Regions from separate parts of the Mus musculus genome. Here all the other regions are linked to region 1. Evidence: chromatin contacts called from public HiChIP or PLAC-seq data. All regions are on one chromosome and are shown on one strand. The core of a region is the stretch at or near the end of the contact, and the rest is flanking DNA. Distances in the headings are between cores, read along the strand shown. Region 1 holds the start of Ntrk2 (neurotrophic tyrosine kinase, receptor, type 2). Region 2 overlaps Ntrk2 (neurotrophic tyrosine kinase, receptor, type 2). Region 3 overlaps Ntrk2 (neurotrophic tyrosine kinase, receptor, type 2). Region 4 overlaps Ntrk2 (neurotrophic tyrosine kinase, receptor, type 2).

Region 1 (3,373 bases), core at 20-2,519:
AGGAGAAAAAGTAAAAGGAACTCACATTTCCGTGATGTTCTCCGGGTCAACGCTGTTAGGTTCCAACCTCGGGAATGCCACGATGCCTGGAGAAGGCTCAGTACACCAAATCCTAGCGGAACTGCATTTGCAGGACGTCGGGCAGGCGAGAGAGGCCCTCCAGAAGCCCAAGACCAGCAGGCATAAGCCCCAGAGCCGCGCCATGGCGGGTCCATGCCACTTCAGCCAGGGCGACATCCCGAGCTGCCAGTGCCAGTCAGTCGGAGTGCGTGTCCCTACGCTGAGCCAGGCGTCCCCCGCCGGAGGGGGGAGGCCTTCCCTGCGCCCTCTTGCTGCTTGGTGCTGGTGGCCTCCCGCGGAGTGGAGCGTACCAGAGGCTGAGCCTGTCGGTGCTGGGGCTGAGCAGGTTGGCGCTGACCAAATGGTTCACAGTGGCTGGGACATCGCGGGCCGCTGCTCCGAGCCACAAGGCGGCTGCATAGTCCTATACGCCAGGCACCACTCGGTGGATCTCCCTGGACTCTTTGGGTCGCAGAACCGCTAAACCGGCACGAATATCGATATCGGTGCGCACCTCAGGGCTGAGGACAAACAGACATGGATGAGACTAATAGACCCCACACACCACCAACTGGGACACAGTCCCTCCGCGCTCTCCTCACCCTGAACCCCAAGCCTGGAGAATGAATGTCTGAGTGCCCAGCTCCCGCCCCGCCATCAACTTGCCCCTTAGTGCCCCCCCCCCGTGTGCCCGCCCTCCCTTCAAGCCTGAGGCCGAGGCATGAGAAGTCGGTAACGGGTCTTTGAGAGCAGATTCCATGGCATAGGCCAAGCCAAGGACCCTCCAAAGAGGCTGCGGCAGCGCTGGGGCCCCAATGATGCTGCAGAATCCTCCCCGGCCGCTGGGCGCGGGGGGAGAGGGGAGGTGGGCAGGTGGCGCGGCACATCCCACCTGGGGAGCAACTGCGGTAGCAGGACAGTGCCGGCCCAGGCCACCGAGGACTGTCCGCGCGGCTTCCCCGGCCTCCCGTAGCAAGCGCAGGGAGCAGAGCGCTGCAGAAGCAGCAACAGCAGCTGAAGCAGCGACTGGGCTCTAACCGGCGGCCGCCGCCGCCGCCGCCTCTGCTACTGCTGGCGAAGTGACGTGAGGGCTGACGCAGAGCAGGGGCAGAAACTCCAGAAAATTAGTATGAAATCCAAAAACACACACGCTCACACACGCGCGCGCGCACACACACGCACACACGCATAGCATAGCACCCTCCAGACAAAAGCAAGGCGGAGGGGAGGGAATCTGGGGGCGAGCGGGGAGGAGGAGGCTTGGTGCCAGCGGCCAGGCGCAGACAGCAGCATGTGGGAGTTCACACTCGCGCGCACGCACACACCTTGGCGGGGTAGCTGTGCGGGTGTGCATGTGTGCGCGTGTGCGTGTGTGTGCCCCCTTTAGACCCCGGTACATCTAAAATGCAGCGATGCTTCCTTGGTCCCTAATTCTTACATCTCTTCCACATCGCAGTACAGACTAGCTCCCCCTTTTTTAAATGGAAGCCCTGTTTGGTTAGGCTCTGAAAAAAATGCTCTGATTCGTATTGTAGGAATCCTCCCTTTTCCTTTTCCTTTCCCTCTCCCTCCCCGCCGCGTTCTTCTTTCTCACCATGCTCATAGGGGAAAGCAAGCTATTTCCAAAATATAGGGAAGACAAGCTACACCCCGTACAAAAATAAATATATAGCGCTGTACGTTAGTAACCAAGGACCATTGCCGGGTTCCGGACTACCTATTTAGGGGTGGATGGTTCCAAAGCTCTCCTGATGGGGTTTCTGCCAAGAGAGAAGTGTAGACAGCCTGCAGACACAAGTGTAGCTCTGATGGATCTTTCTCCTGCCGTTTGCGCCACAGAGAGAGCCCTGCGTGGGAAGGGAGCGCGCCGGCCGCGCTGTGGGTTCCCTAAATGCTTTGCACCGACCCTGGCCTGTGGAATGGATGGCTCCGCATCATCTTCTCTTATTCCTTAACCTGGCAGGATGCAGCCATTTGAGGATCACAGCTTCACTCCCCGCGACACCCACCCGCACGCGGAGCACCCAAGCCCCTGTCCCCTGCCCTGCCGTACCTTGCGCGTGTTCGTGTGCGCGCGTGCATGTGCGCCAACGTGTACCCTGCACCCGCGCTGCCCGAGGCAGGATGTGCTTCCAGCTACCGAGAGGCCGGGCTCCGGCAGCGCCCTAGAGTCTCAGTGGGGACACGTGAGATGATTCCGGAGGGTCGAGTGACAAACGTGCGGGTGCAGTTAAATGGTCGCTGCGGGCCATTCGCGAGCCTGATCTGAGCCTCCTCTCACCATTTGTAGCTGCGACCGCCCGCACATCCGCAGTCATTTAAAAGGGAATCTGGTAGATGCGCCGCAGTGCCTGACACTTTCGAGGGCTCTGGTGCCCCCGCGTGGGGAGAAGAAACCCAGCACGCTCCGGTACCTCGGGCCATTGCTACCACCGCATTAGGAACTGCGCTACCGGCGCACTGCAGCTCCAGATGCGCAACCGCCGCGCTGTGTGCACATTGCTACCCAGGCAGTGCGCCTCTCACCAGATCCCTACAATCTCCTGCCTCTGAAGTCCTCCACGCACCACAAGACAATGCGCTGGAGTCCAATTTAAGACATAAGAATAGTCATCCAACTGCCCGCAAAAGGCCAGAAATGAGAAGGATGATGTCAGGGGAAATGTTTGGGTCTTCGCACAGCCTTAAACATCACTAAGAAATAAAATCAATCTAGCAAGATTTTCACATAGATGTCATGCACCAGGGATAGAAATATAATCCTTACACATTTAAAACACCCGGCCGGCCGAGGCCTGGAGCAAAAACCAGCAGGTCACCTCACCCCCTTCCCTGAGCCCTGATACACCTTGGGGGCTTGGACCACCCAAGCTTCAGATAACTTCTCAGTTCTGCCTGCCACCTTTGCTGCTGTGGCAAGGCACAGAACCCCAAAGCTAAGACATCTTTGTCCAGGAGACACAGTTGTGCTGCCAATGTTCTTTTAGGGAGACTTTTCCAGACACATACACGTGCGTGCGCGCGCGCGTACACACACACACACACCTTATTGTGTATGTGTGTGGGTTACCAAATCAAGGGTATCAGAGGAAAGCTGATTTTCTCCTTCCATCACGCGTCCTGGGAGCAAGGTGAGATCAGACCAAGTGTCTACTCACTGAGCCATCTCTCCTTCCATTTGCCAGTGTCTTTTGTGGAAAAACCCCTAGGAACACTGAAGAGGAAGGGAGGAGTAATTACTGCCCCACTCCCGCCCCTGCGCACTCATGCGTGCCCCAGACTCATGCCTACTCTCACTCCATTTTTTCTCAGA
Region 2 (3,342 bases), core at 323-2,822, 160 kb before region 1:
CCAACATAAACCCACTATGCTTTGCTAGTACAGTGACTTCCTGACTCACTGTGGACCTGCAAAGGGACTTGAACACAGCATAGCCTGTCATCTGAATGTGTAGGTCCTGTACCTGAGGAGTCAACCAATCTCCAGCTGAAGATATATATATATATATATATGTATATACATATACATATACATATATATATTCTTAATATATTTTGGCCATTATTTCCTAAACACTATAGTATGACATGTATACAGAATTTACATTATATTAGACATTATAAGTAATCTAGAGAGATGACTTGATTATGTGGAGGGTTGTACTCAGGTTCAGTACAAATACAATGCCCTTTTACATAAAAGAGATGTGATCTCTGAGGACGTTGGTATCTGTGTGGTCCTGAGCAGACCTGCATGTGTACTGAGAGGGTTCACTGTTTAAGGGTGAGAGATATACGGAAGCCAGCACTTCAGGCAGTGATGTGGAATGGAGACCCTGGGCTAGATGCCAAGGAGGACTGGCTCTCTCCAGACACGACAGGAAGTATCCAGCATGATCCTGAGTGAGCCTCGGGTCCCATCTTAGACTGGTTCTTCCTCCATAGAGAAAGACATTGGGAGGTGAGTCCAACAAGCTTCAGTGTCCCATAAACACTAGAGATACACACATCAGGGACACACACCAAGAGCACTGACACTTGACCTTGCATCGTTTTCCTGAGCCTGGCATCTGGGAAATGTGACGTCATGTGCAATTTAAAGAAAAAGCATCCAGGCACCCGGCCTAGAGTTTCTCTGGAAAAAAATAGTCCTTAGGTCTCCTCTTAGGAGGAGAGCCTGTGCTCTGCAGAAGCAGTCTTTAAAACTGTGCTCATTAATACTTGCTGTGTGACAGGAGCTTACTAGAGATTAGATACTACTTTAATTAGGGGAACTCGATCAGCATTTATTGCCACGTTTAAAAAAATAATAATAATATGCTGAAACAAAAGCCTGGGAGATTTAAAGTCCAGAAGCCTCCAGTGGGAATGGATGAAATTCATCTTGTGTGAGACACAGCAAGGTCTCCCAGTCCCATATTTCAAACAACTAATTTTGAAGAAAAATGGTTGGCTCTTATTTTTCTCTTCCATTCTGAACACAACGAACTATTTCAAAAGAAAATCAGCGGGGTTTACCTCTCAAGTCACCGACAATTAAGTGCTGGGTTTTTCAAATCAACTGCAAATTCCAGAAAGCTCTACAACAAAGGCCACAATGTTCCACCCTGGTGAGTGAAAGGTGGGACCCCTCAGCTCTGGCTCCTAATGCTCCAGGCTTGGGTTTGGATCGAAGCAGGGTCTGCCCCAGCCTAATAAAAAGGCTTGACAGACATGAGAGAGTGAACTCAAAGCTTTGCCTCTTTCCTGAGTACCCCAGTGAGAGCTCAGAGTGCTCTGAGAACACTTTCTCAGCTGCCACAGGCTGTCTAAGGGGAGGCAGGTGACGTCTGTCTGCGCTCACACATTTTCCTGCTGACCCCCTCTTAATGCTGGCCTCACACACGCTCCAATTCCCTTTCTCTTCAAAGCACTGCCGGTTAGTAATTTAGAGCAAAGTCTTCACAAAGAACTCACTTTAGAAGCAATGCTAGTGGCCCCTCTAAGAGAACAACAAGCCTGGCAAACAATTTATGACAAATTCCCCTGAGACTGGGTTTCCATGGAGAACCCAAACAGTGAGTCAGACCTGCAGGACATGCTCAGACCAGTCCCTCTTACCTTGTTACTGAGACCTTTCAAAGGAAGGAAGGTACCTCACAACTCCGCTTTACAGTCTTGCTGGTTCATTAGTGTTTTATTGCTGAGATCATACATGTAACATAGAAATTTGTTTTCAGTCCCTCAGGATCATCACCTGTTGCCACTAATGCAGGGAACCGTGAGGGGAGCTTTCTGTATTGTATGGGATTTTACAGGAGAGGGCTGTGCACAGTGAGGTATCCAGACGCTACAAGACGTGTTTCTCGTTGATTCTACCCAAGGCCAGGAACTGTATGGTAATAGCTAGGATGTAATCTTATAGCTGGATACCCTTTATTTATTTGGAAGTCTTCACTGTGAAACCAAACAAATAGAATTCTATGCACTTAAAAAGGCAAAAATGTTGAATAAATAGTGAGTAGAACCCAACAAAAACCTATCATTTAAAGCAAGATGCCATTGAACAGGCTGGCTATTCTGCTGGGTCACTTGAGGTGGCTACCCTTGGTCAGTAAAAGAAAGCCAGACCCATGAGAGAAAAGTCACTTCTCATTTTACCCTTCCCCATTAAATGGCCAGAGTGTTCTTTAAGGGTCATGGATTTTCTGAAAAATTATCAAAATTATCAGGTCAGGAAGTCTCAGAGTGGGAGTAATTTTGCCTCCAGTGGAAAGAGATCATGAAGAGATTTTAGGTTGTCCCCATGCTGGGGTGAAGTGGAGGGCATGTGTTCTATACATCTGATGGCTTGAAGCCAGAAATGCTACATCACCACAGTGCCTAGGAGAAGTTCCTGTGGTACAGAAGCTAAGACCCACAGTTTCTGCCTGAGCTGATACCCAAGTCTATACCCTAAGATTCCAGATACATAGAACAGTCCATGCAGTGCAGAACTAAAACTAAGGTGCTAATGATAACAAGATTGAGAAGCCCAGACCTAGGTTAGAGTGTAGAAAGGTTGGAATTTATTCTAAATAATTCGGGACCTGTTTTAAAAAACAGATCACAGACTGCCTATGCAAAGGCACGCAATCCTTTCTGTCTTAGCTTCTCTGATACTCCTCAAAGATCCGAGTTACCTGATCATGTCGTTTCTTCTCTCTGGAATACAAGATCATTGCTATCATCGTTAGGACCATCACCATCAGGAACTGGACTCAGACTCTGTCTTGGGACTAAGTCATTGATTCACCAATTCTTTATGGACACACTGCGATTGCTTAGGCTGTCTCTGAACCTTCTTCTCCCGGCCACCAATAGAACTACCTCTTGTGATTAGACCCGGCCACAGGATCTGACTCCAGCTGTGTCAGCCCGTGACTTGTGTCCAAACTTCTCTGATTCCAGTCCACACTCTTCAGATAAGCATGCCATGACTCTTCCTACTTATTATTGATTTGCTTAAGCCCTACCCATTGGCTGCCTGATGGGTTCCAAACAGTATAAAAATGTAACGAGAATAGAATAGCCACATTACCTCTCTGCCTGGTAAATTCGGTGTCTTTATTCCTGAAATGTGACCTTCAAACTCTACCTTTGACCATTAAGTTCCATTCATTCTGACAAATGAAAAATTATTTCATCAGGAAATGCTTCTTGATTCTTCAAATTA
Region 3 (3,505 bases), core at 642-3,141, 150 kb before region 1:
TTTACAAGAAAAGTTATTTAATTTTATCAACTTATAATTTATTAGAGACATGTAAATCAATGCAAGTTTCTTTTGTGCCTCAGTGCTGGATTCTTAGTACGCTGTAGTAGGATGGGGTGCTGGGTTCTTAGTACATTGTAGTGGTGCGGGGTACTGGGTACTTAGTACACTCGTGGTGTGAGGTACTGGGTACTTAGTAACGCTGTCGTGGTATAGGTTACTGGATTCTTAGTGCGTGCTAGTAGCATAGAGTTGTTCTGACATTTCTGTCTGACAGGTGAGGAAGCCTCCCTGCTGATCATCAATGTGGACCTTCGAGGAAGGTGTGCTAGCTCAGACACAGTTCCTGAGCACACCACCCTCGTGAACAAACAGCCCCTAGACAGAGCTGATTATTCTCACGCATGTGTGAGGAGCTGAAGGCACAGAAACCCAGCCCTGTGTGGGATCCACACCGTGGTTTTAGAATTAGGGTGTAGAGCCTAGGCAGCCCAACCTCAGAGTTGGGCAATGGTTGCTTACAACCACCAAACTCCTGGTTTGAGGCACAACCTCGCCTCCGGATGCCCAGAGGTGGCTCTAAGCAGGTCTAGTAAGTTCTCCAGGGAGTTGTATCATCTCTAAAAGACCAGCAGGAGAAAGAGCACCCCCCATCCATTCCAAGAGCCTGGAAGAGAGGAAGCATGGCTCTGTAGGACATAAGATTAACACTAAATTATTCTGGGAAGTCACAACAGTGTGTTCTGATGTCATCTCAATTAGAATGCAGGTCCCTTGAGGCCCTACCGCTCACTGCTGTGTGCTCACTGTCACTCACAGGCTTCAGGTACCTCTGGGCTCCTGATAATCCCTGCATTAAATGTAATCCAATCCAAGAGCTCCTCCGACCTCCTTGACCCAGGGTCTCTCATTTCCCCGTAGGGCTATCTCTTTCAGACAAACACACCAGCATGTGGAATCGTTATCTAATAATCTAGATCATGAGTGTGGACAGGGCAGACTGTAGCAAGGACCAGCCCAGCCTGTTCTTGACTTTCTGAACATCTGGAGGTGATTTTTTTCAGCCCATATTAGAATCTCAAAAGTAACTGTGCTATTAATAAAATATTCAAAATGCATGAGCACATTTGGACAGTCTTATTTTCCCCACCGTAAGGTTAACTCAAAACGTTTTGGCAAAGAACGGACCTATGGCATTTGCTCAAGCATCACGGAACTCCTCTTTCCCAAACGATGCTCAGAGGAAGCTGGAGATGCCTGGGAGGTGGCCCTGAGTCTTGCCCTGCAAGCAGAACCTCCTGGGATCACCGAGCTGCTTCAGTTTGCCAATTGTTTTGCACATTACGTTAGATCAGGAGTTGCTGGCACTGCGGAGAAGACGGAGCAAGTGCCTCAAGCAAGCTCTGTGTGCTGGGGTGAAGAGATGGCTTACCTGGCTCACAGAGTCTGCATTTTCAAAGTATCCACCCCACCCCACCCCTACACATGATTGCAGAATAACTGCCTGTCACCTAGCTCCTGTGGGTCAGAATCACCCTGCCGTGACCCACATGGGCTACCCACAGCAATGACTTAAAAATCCACCTGCCTAGTCTTACAATAGGATCCTTACTGAAGTGATGAGAGAGGAGGCAGCTTTGATTTTCTGCCAATCCAATGAACCATCTTTGAATTTCTGTGGGTGGTTGTTGTTATGTCTATTTGAATTTCTCACAGCAGCAGATGTGAGAAAAATTGTTGCAGAGGACCGGCACTTGATAGCCACACCCTCCTTCCATGCAGAGAAACCCTTTATCCAAGAGTTAGTGGTGGCTGCCTGTCAATCAATCGACTGGAAGAATGTGGCTGAGTGCATGGTGTCACTCAGCACCATGTCAGCACACACAAGCACTGGGAACATCCTCTCAAATGATTGTGGGCTGGGTGAGGAAGGGTGCCTTCGACGCGGGCAGGCACTCAATAATTACTGATTATGAATGGTTGCGGCTGCCAACGCCACCTTAAAAAAATAACTACATTACTTGTTTACATTATATGTTTTAATTCATTGACTATGTACTTAGTTATTTTTCTTGTGTGGGCATGTGCACGCCAGGGCACTAGAGTGGAGGTCAAAGGGCAACTTTCAAGCATTGGTTTGCTCCTTCCTCCATGTGGGCTCTGGAGATTGGACTCAGGGCATCCGTCTTTGTGCCCTCCCCCAAGTCTTGAGCGGCTGAATCAGACCTTGTTTTTACCACAGCCTGCTAGCCCACCTAGGGTGGAGTCTTCTGACCTAGGTAAAGTCTATTGTGTGCCACACCTGCAGCTTCCTGCAAGAAGCCACCACCTGCTGAGCAGCTGAGCTTGTTTTCTTGAGGAGAGATCCTGACAAAGTGGCCAACAAGATCCTGGCACAGTGGGGGATGAGTCCCGCGTCTCACCCCCGCCCCCCCCCCCTTTAAAAATCAGACCCTAGAATTAAAGTGGAGCCTTGATCAGAGAACTTTGTCTTGGCTCTCGCTATTTCTCTCACCGTCCTTCCCATCCATCCCCAGCTTTTCTTTCAGGAACCCAGGAACCTGTGGCTGCTGGCAGCTACAAGTCTTGGTGATAAGCACCTTTGCCCTCTGAACTATCTTGCAAGACCCCAAAATACTCTATGAGAGAGGATATGAGGATTCATTCAAGCCCTCATAGGAAATGCCCAGCTTGGAGTTGCAGAGGTCTCTGTTAAGCAGGGGCCTGGGGGGAGGGGTACGGCATTCCTACACCAGTAGAAGGAGTAAATCAGCAATCATTGCAGCTTTCTGTGCTATGGGATGCTGTAACGTAGAAGAGGAAGACTGCACACACGACTTTCAATAGGTTTTTCCCAGCTATAGAAAAACATGAACCAGCTACACACTAAAATGTTCAGCCTTCAGAACGGAATGGGATGTAGATCTTTTGTTCTTTAGCAAAACTTTAAGAATCACAAAACCATTAAGCCAAGCATCAACCCTCTTAAGCCTTGTCCCCTAAAGGTGGCTGCGGGTACACACAGCAGTGGTGTCCCATGCTTGTCTCTTTCGCTGCCTGGCAAAGAGGGGCTTTTTGAGTCTCTGGTGTTAGCATGAGGGCAGAGCTAATCACCCAAGCTGGTGAGGATGAAATCTGGAAATGAAAGGCGTCCCTCAGCTCAGAAACAGAAAGTGGCAGACAGCCGGAAGGGTCTGCAGAAGCTCCAGGCTATGTGCTGGCCCTCAGCGATAGGACATAGGCTGTTTGCTTCTATTCAGCAGAGGAACAAGAAGATGTGCTATCAACTGGAGCCAGGGCAGATTTCAGGGTCCGGCAAGCCTGGAGACCCAGTAGCAGCTGTATAGTCAGAAGTCTGCTATTTCAAATTCACTTTGTCTTAACTTACCGTGTTGATAAGAAAACCATAGTATCCCAGTAGACTATGAATTGCAGGCAAACAATTTATCTAAATATTTTCCAACTATTATGTGAGACATAATTATGCCAAATATTAATGTTTCTT
Region 4 (3,538 bases), core at 936-3,435, 230 kb before region 1:
AGTTTGCTTGCATTTCCCCGAAGTCAAAACTCTCCTGGGAATCCAGTTTTTCACCCCTACTTATTCCCTGACATTAAACTTTTATTTGTATAGATAAGAAAGTGCCTGCCTCCTATTCTTGCATACAAAATTTACGCCTTTGTACTAGAAGCGGTATCATATTAAATGTCCTCAGGTTGGCTTGCCAGAGCACACATGGAAGTTAACAAATAAAAATGTGGCCACAATGAACGCAGCATGGGCTTGAGTCCCAGCTCCGATATCGAATGATGTCCACGCAAGCAGTTTAACCTTGGGTAGATCGCCACTGATCTCTGGATTTCTGGGTTTTTCTTTGTTAGTTTGCTTTTATTTCCTTTCGGGTGCTGGATCCCCCAAGAGTGGAATTACAGATGACCACGAGTCACCATGTAGCTGCTGGAGCTGGGACATAGGTCCCTGCAACTGCAGCCTATGCTCTGAACCGCTGAGCCTCCTCAAGCCCTCTGGATTTCTGTTTGTTTTTTAAAATGTTAGCCTCGAACTTAGAAATCTACCTCCCTCTGCCTCCCAAGTGCTGGGATTAAAGGCGTGTTCCAGGACAGCCAGGGCTATATAGAGAAACCCTGTCTCGAAAAACCAAAATAATAATAATAATAATAATAATAATAATAATAATAATAATAATAATAAATGTTAGCTAAAGAACATCCGTAACGGCAGTCCATATCTACATCATAACTACGCATCCATACTTTCCCTTTCCAATGTAGCCCACTTGGTTTCAGAGTCACTACACGGCTGAAGGTGGACTTCAGTACTGGATCCTTCTACTGCCTGCATCTGTCAAGTGTGGGGACTGTTAAGCGCATGCCAGTATACCTAGCTTATTCAACCATTTCTAAAACGATTTCTCATTACATTAGATTATTAATATTATATGTCATCTTTACAGTTTCCTTCAGCTGTGACCATCAGAGTTTCAAGAAGCCACTTTGTTGTCCAGAAGTAAATGCGATGGTTAACTCAAGCACATCAGAATTCTATTTCCACGGTCTGTTCCGACCCACTCCCCTACGACCGCCCTCTCATTCATCCAATGAGCATCGCTTTTGTGCATCATGACGCATATTAGTCAACACACTCAAAGTCATGGCTCCCCCACGGAGAGTATGACTGACACCCTGAAAGAGGTCACAGACACGAAGTGTCACTCATTGAGTAAACACACTGATACATAATTTTATATCCCTGACAATGCTGTGAAGGTCAATTCAAGAGACTTGGCAGCGTGGAGTCTGATCTGCTTGGGGGACAAGAAAGGACAGCCCTTCCAAAGAGATGACTTGAGCTGAGACCCATGAGCTGTAGTTGCCTGCACCGGGGAGTGGGGTAAGGACTGGGCACTGTGGCAGATGCTGGGCTGAAAGAACAGTGTGTAAGTTTGCATTCTGAACTCTTGGTGGAGAAAAATACCATTACTTCCTCTGGGGGAAAGAAGGAATTCAGACACTTTTAAAGTATAAAACTTAAGTCTGCTCTCAGCAAAGTGTTTGCTGAACCCATGCAGCAGCCACCAAGTCTGCTAAGACTCCACCTGTGTGTGTCTCCAACTCTTTTAATTTAATACTTTGAGATAGTTGCTTGGCTTCCCTGGGTCTTAGATTTCTCATCCATAAAATACGAGACTTTATGTATATGATTTTAAAGGTCTCTCTCAGATTCAGCGCTACTTGGTTCTAGAAATAAACCGGAGTTAGCCAGGGAGGGACACAGTTCCTACAAAGCAGACTTTTGAAAAAAAAAAAAAAAGAAAGAAAGAAAAAGAAAAAAATCATCTTGCATTCACAGTACAAGAAAAAGGTTGTAGGAAGGGTAGTTATTGAAATGCATGTTAGATGGAGCCAAAAATAGCTGATGCATCGACAGTTAATGCAAGGGAAAGTGCGATGGAGCGTTTCCTTGGCAACCGAGTAACCCAAAGGCAAAGTAACTGGATTTGATCAAAGACTGGTTACTTCGCTTCTCTCCTATGTATGTATGTACATATGTATGCAGTATTATTCAGTGAAAAGAGGAAAATGGTTGACAAATCCATTTCCCTGAGAAAGAAAGACCATCCAAGTAATGAAGAAAAGACCAATCCAGCTGAATCCAAACTAGCAGATGCTTTAGCAGGAGAGAGGCGTCGTCAGCCTGTGTGCCCCTGAAGGCATGCACATGGCCTGGAACACCGAGTCCTTCAAGCTCCTCAAGTACTCGGGAGCATCAACACCAGGATTCACCTGCATCTGACATCTGTCAATCTGCCCAGAGAGCTTTGGATGGCAAACCAAAGTCAGCTCTTCAGAGAGAGAGAGAGAGAGAGAGAGAGAGAGAGAGAGAGAGAGAGAGAGAGAGAGAGAGAAGGACAATGGCTGCAGTTGCTTAGCATGCATAGTCAATGCTGCAGGGGTTGCTAGGCAACAGCAGAAAGGCTGTCAAGCATCCCTGGGTGCACCCAATGGAGTAGGAGCAACCCAAGCTACTCCAGAGATGTGAGAGTCTGCGCAGTACTGGAAGATGTGTTCAGTTTGACATTGCTTAAAAAAAATAATAAATAATAAAACAGAAATCTGTTTTTGTTATGGTCAGAATGGAGTGATGGATGTTTTTCTCCTAGATTAATTTAGTTCTGAATACATTTTCAGTTAGACTGAAGCCCTAGACATGAGTACACCTAGGTTGCCGAGAGGCTCTGTGCAAGGTCTGCAAATTATTCTGACCTGATTCACCCCGGAGCTCATGAAGATACAACCTCTGCATTCCAGAGAGCTGGCCTGGTCCCCTGACGGAAGCTTGAGTTATAGCGGGTAAGCTGCTGCTGTAACAAACGTTCATACTCAAGGTCACTGCTGTTTAGCTCCTCAGGTCTGTGGTCATGGAGCAAGAGTGCGGTTTTAATCTACGGTTTCTTTGTCCTTCTTCTCTGTGATGGCAATCTCATTTTAACCCCGAGAAGACTGGCAAGGAGAGGTCAGGATCTGACAAAGGGTCAAGTACCTTTCCTCCTCCCAACCCCACCCTTGGCACTGTTTAATGAGCAAACGTTTATCACAGATCATTAATTTGCAGAAACAAGCTGGGTAAAACCAGAAGGTAGCATGAAAGAGTGTGTACTAGGCGATTCAGAGAATTTGAATTCGAGTCGGAACTCCAACAAGGGCCCACTGGGTAATGTTAATGAGATATCGGCACAAAGTGGAGTGCTCTGTGAACAGGGAAGCAAGATGGTCTACTGTACACGGTCTTCTAAAGCCCAGTCAAGGCAGGGCAGGGGTGGGCGAGGACCCACAGAAGCGTCATTACCATCTGTCCATCCCTAGTCATTAGTGGGTTGGGTCACTTTGGTTTTGTGTTTGCTCAAAGGGATCTGAATGTACAAACTGCAAATGTCCCAGCTTTGGCCACACAGTACCTTTTCATTACGGGCATTGCTCGAGTGCAGGAGAGTCAGCGCAGGGCAGGGATGAGAGGCCACAGTTACTGAGAACTCTCTGGGATGATGCCCACATGCCTG

Evidence for each region. HiChIP or PLAC-seq counts read pairs in DNA pulled down with a chosen protein or histone mark.
Region 2: a contact with region 1 is called in an H3K4me3 HiChIP or PLAC-seq map of embryonic forebrain, with 5 times the contacts expected there. The contact joins the enhancer-like site here to the promoter of Ntrk2 in region 1. A contact is called at or near these places in 5 of 39 promoter capture datasets (the 3T3-L1 cell line, cranial neural crest, embryonic stem cells and 2 more), 2 of 484 Hi-C or Micro-C datasets (embryonic stem cells and liver), 16 of 115 datasets of contacts at active chromatin or transcription factors (SST interneurons, embryonic basal ganglia, embryonic forebrain and 8 more) and 4 of 9 other capture datasets (adipose tissue, embryonic stem cells, liver and 1 more).
Region 3: an H3K4me3 HiChIP or PLAC-seq map of embryonic stem cells shows a contact between it and region 1, with 5 times the contacts expected there. The contact joins the enhancer-like site here to the promoter of Ntrk2 in region 1. A contact is called at or near these places in 6 of 39 promoter capture datasets (3T3-L1-derived adipocytes, embryonic stem cells, epiblast stem cells and 2 more), 7 of 484 Hi-C or Micro-C datasets (cerebellum, cortical neurons, embryonic stem cells and 3 more), 15 of 115 datasets of contacts at active chromatin or transcription factors (astrocytes, craniofacial prominence, embryonic basal ganglia and 9 more) and 2 of 9 other capture datasets (adipose tissue and pancreatic islet).
Region 4: an H3K4me3 HiChIP or PLAC-seq map of embryonic basal ganglia shows a contact between it and region 1, with 6 times the contacts expected there. The contact joins the enhancer-like site here to the promoter of Ntrk2 in region 1. A contact is called at or near these places in 3 of 39 promoter capture datasets (the 3T3-L1 cell line, embryonic stem cells and liver), 5 of 484 Hi-C or Micro-C datasets (cerebellar granule neurons, cerebral cortex, forebrain and 2 more), 14 of 115 datasets of contacts at active chromatin or transcription factors (SST interneurons, craniofacial prominence, embryonic basal ganglia and 9 more) and 2 of 9 other capture datasets (liver and pancreatic islet).

What each region holds. Positions count from the first base shown.
Region 1 is chr13:58,805,593-58,808,965 of GRCm38.p6, reverse strand. It overlaps Ntrk2 (neurotrophic tyrosine kinase, receptor, type 2), which reads right to left and starts at 1,269. Exons shown (of 18, transcript NM_001025074.2): 1 at 953-1,269; 2 at 26-581. The coding sequence starts at 237.
Region 2 is chr13:58,969,876-58,973,217 of GRCm38.p6, reverse strand. The region is part of intron 12 of Ntrk2 (neurotrophic tyrosine kinase, receptor, type 2); the gene reads right to left. Among named protein-coding and RNA genes, the nearest start is that of Gm53063, 100 kb to the left of the region's middle. Within about 2 kb of position 1,572, at least 71 of the 459 cell types and tissues checked have an H3K27ac peak or open chromatin away from gene starts, as enhancers often do. A contact at or near this core is called in embryonic basal ganglia, embryonic forebrain, embryonic stem cells and 4 more, where this site is marked.
Region 3 is chr13:58,953,742-58,957,246 of GRCm38.p6, reverse strand. All of the region lies in intron 12 of Ntrk2 (neurotrophic tyrosine kinase, receptor, type 2), which reads right to left. Among named protein-coding and RNA genes, the nearest start is that of Gm53063, 120 kb to the left of the region's middle. Within about 2 kb of position 1,891, at least 14 of the 459 cell types and tissues checked have an H3K27ac peak or open chromatin away from gene starts, as enhancers often do. A contact at or near this core is called in cortical neurons and embryonic stem cells, where this site is marked.
Region 4 is chr13:59,040,003-59,043,540 of GRCm38.p6, reverse strand. All of the region lies in intron 14 of Ntrk2 (neurotrophic tyrosine kinase, receptor, type 2), which reads right to left. Among named protein-coding and RNA genes, the nearest start is that of Gm53063, 32 kb to the left of the region's middle. Within about 2 kb of position 2,185, at least 70 of the 459 cell types and tissues checked have an H3K27ac peak or open chromatin away from gene starts, as enhancers often do. A contact at or near this core is called in cerebral cortex, embryonic basal ganglia, embryonic forebrain and 4 more, where this site is marked.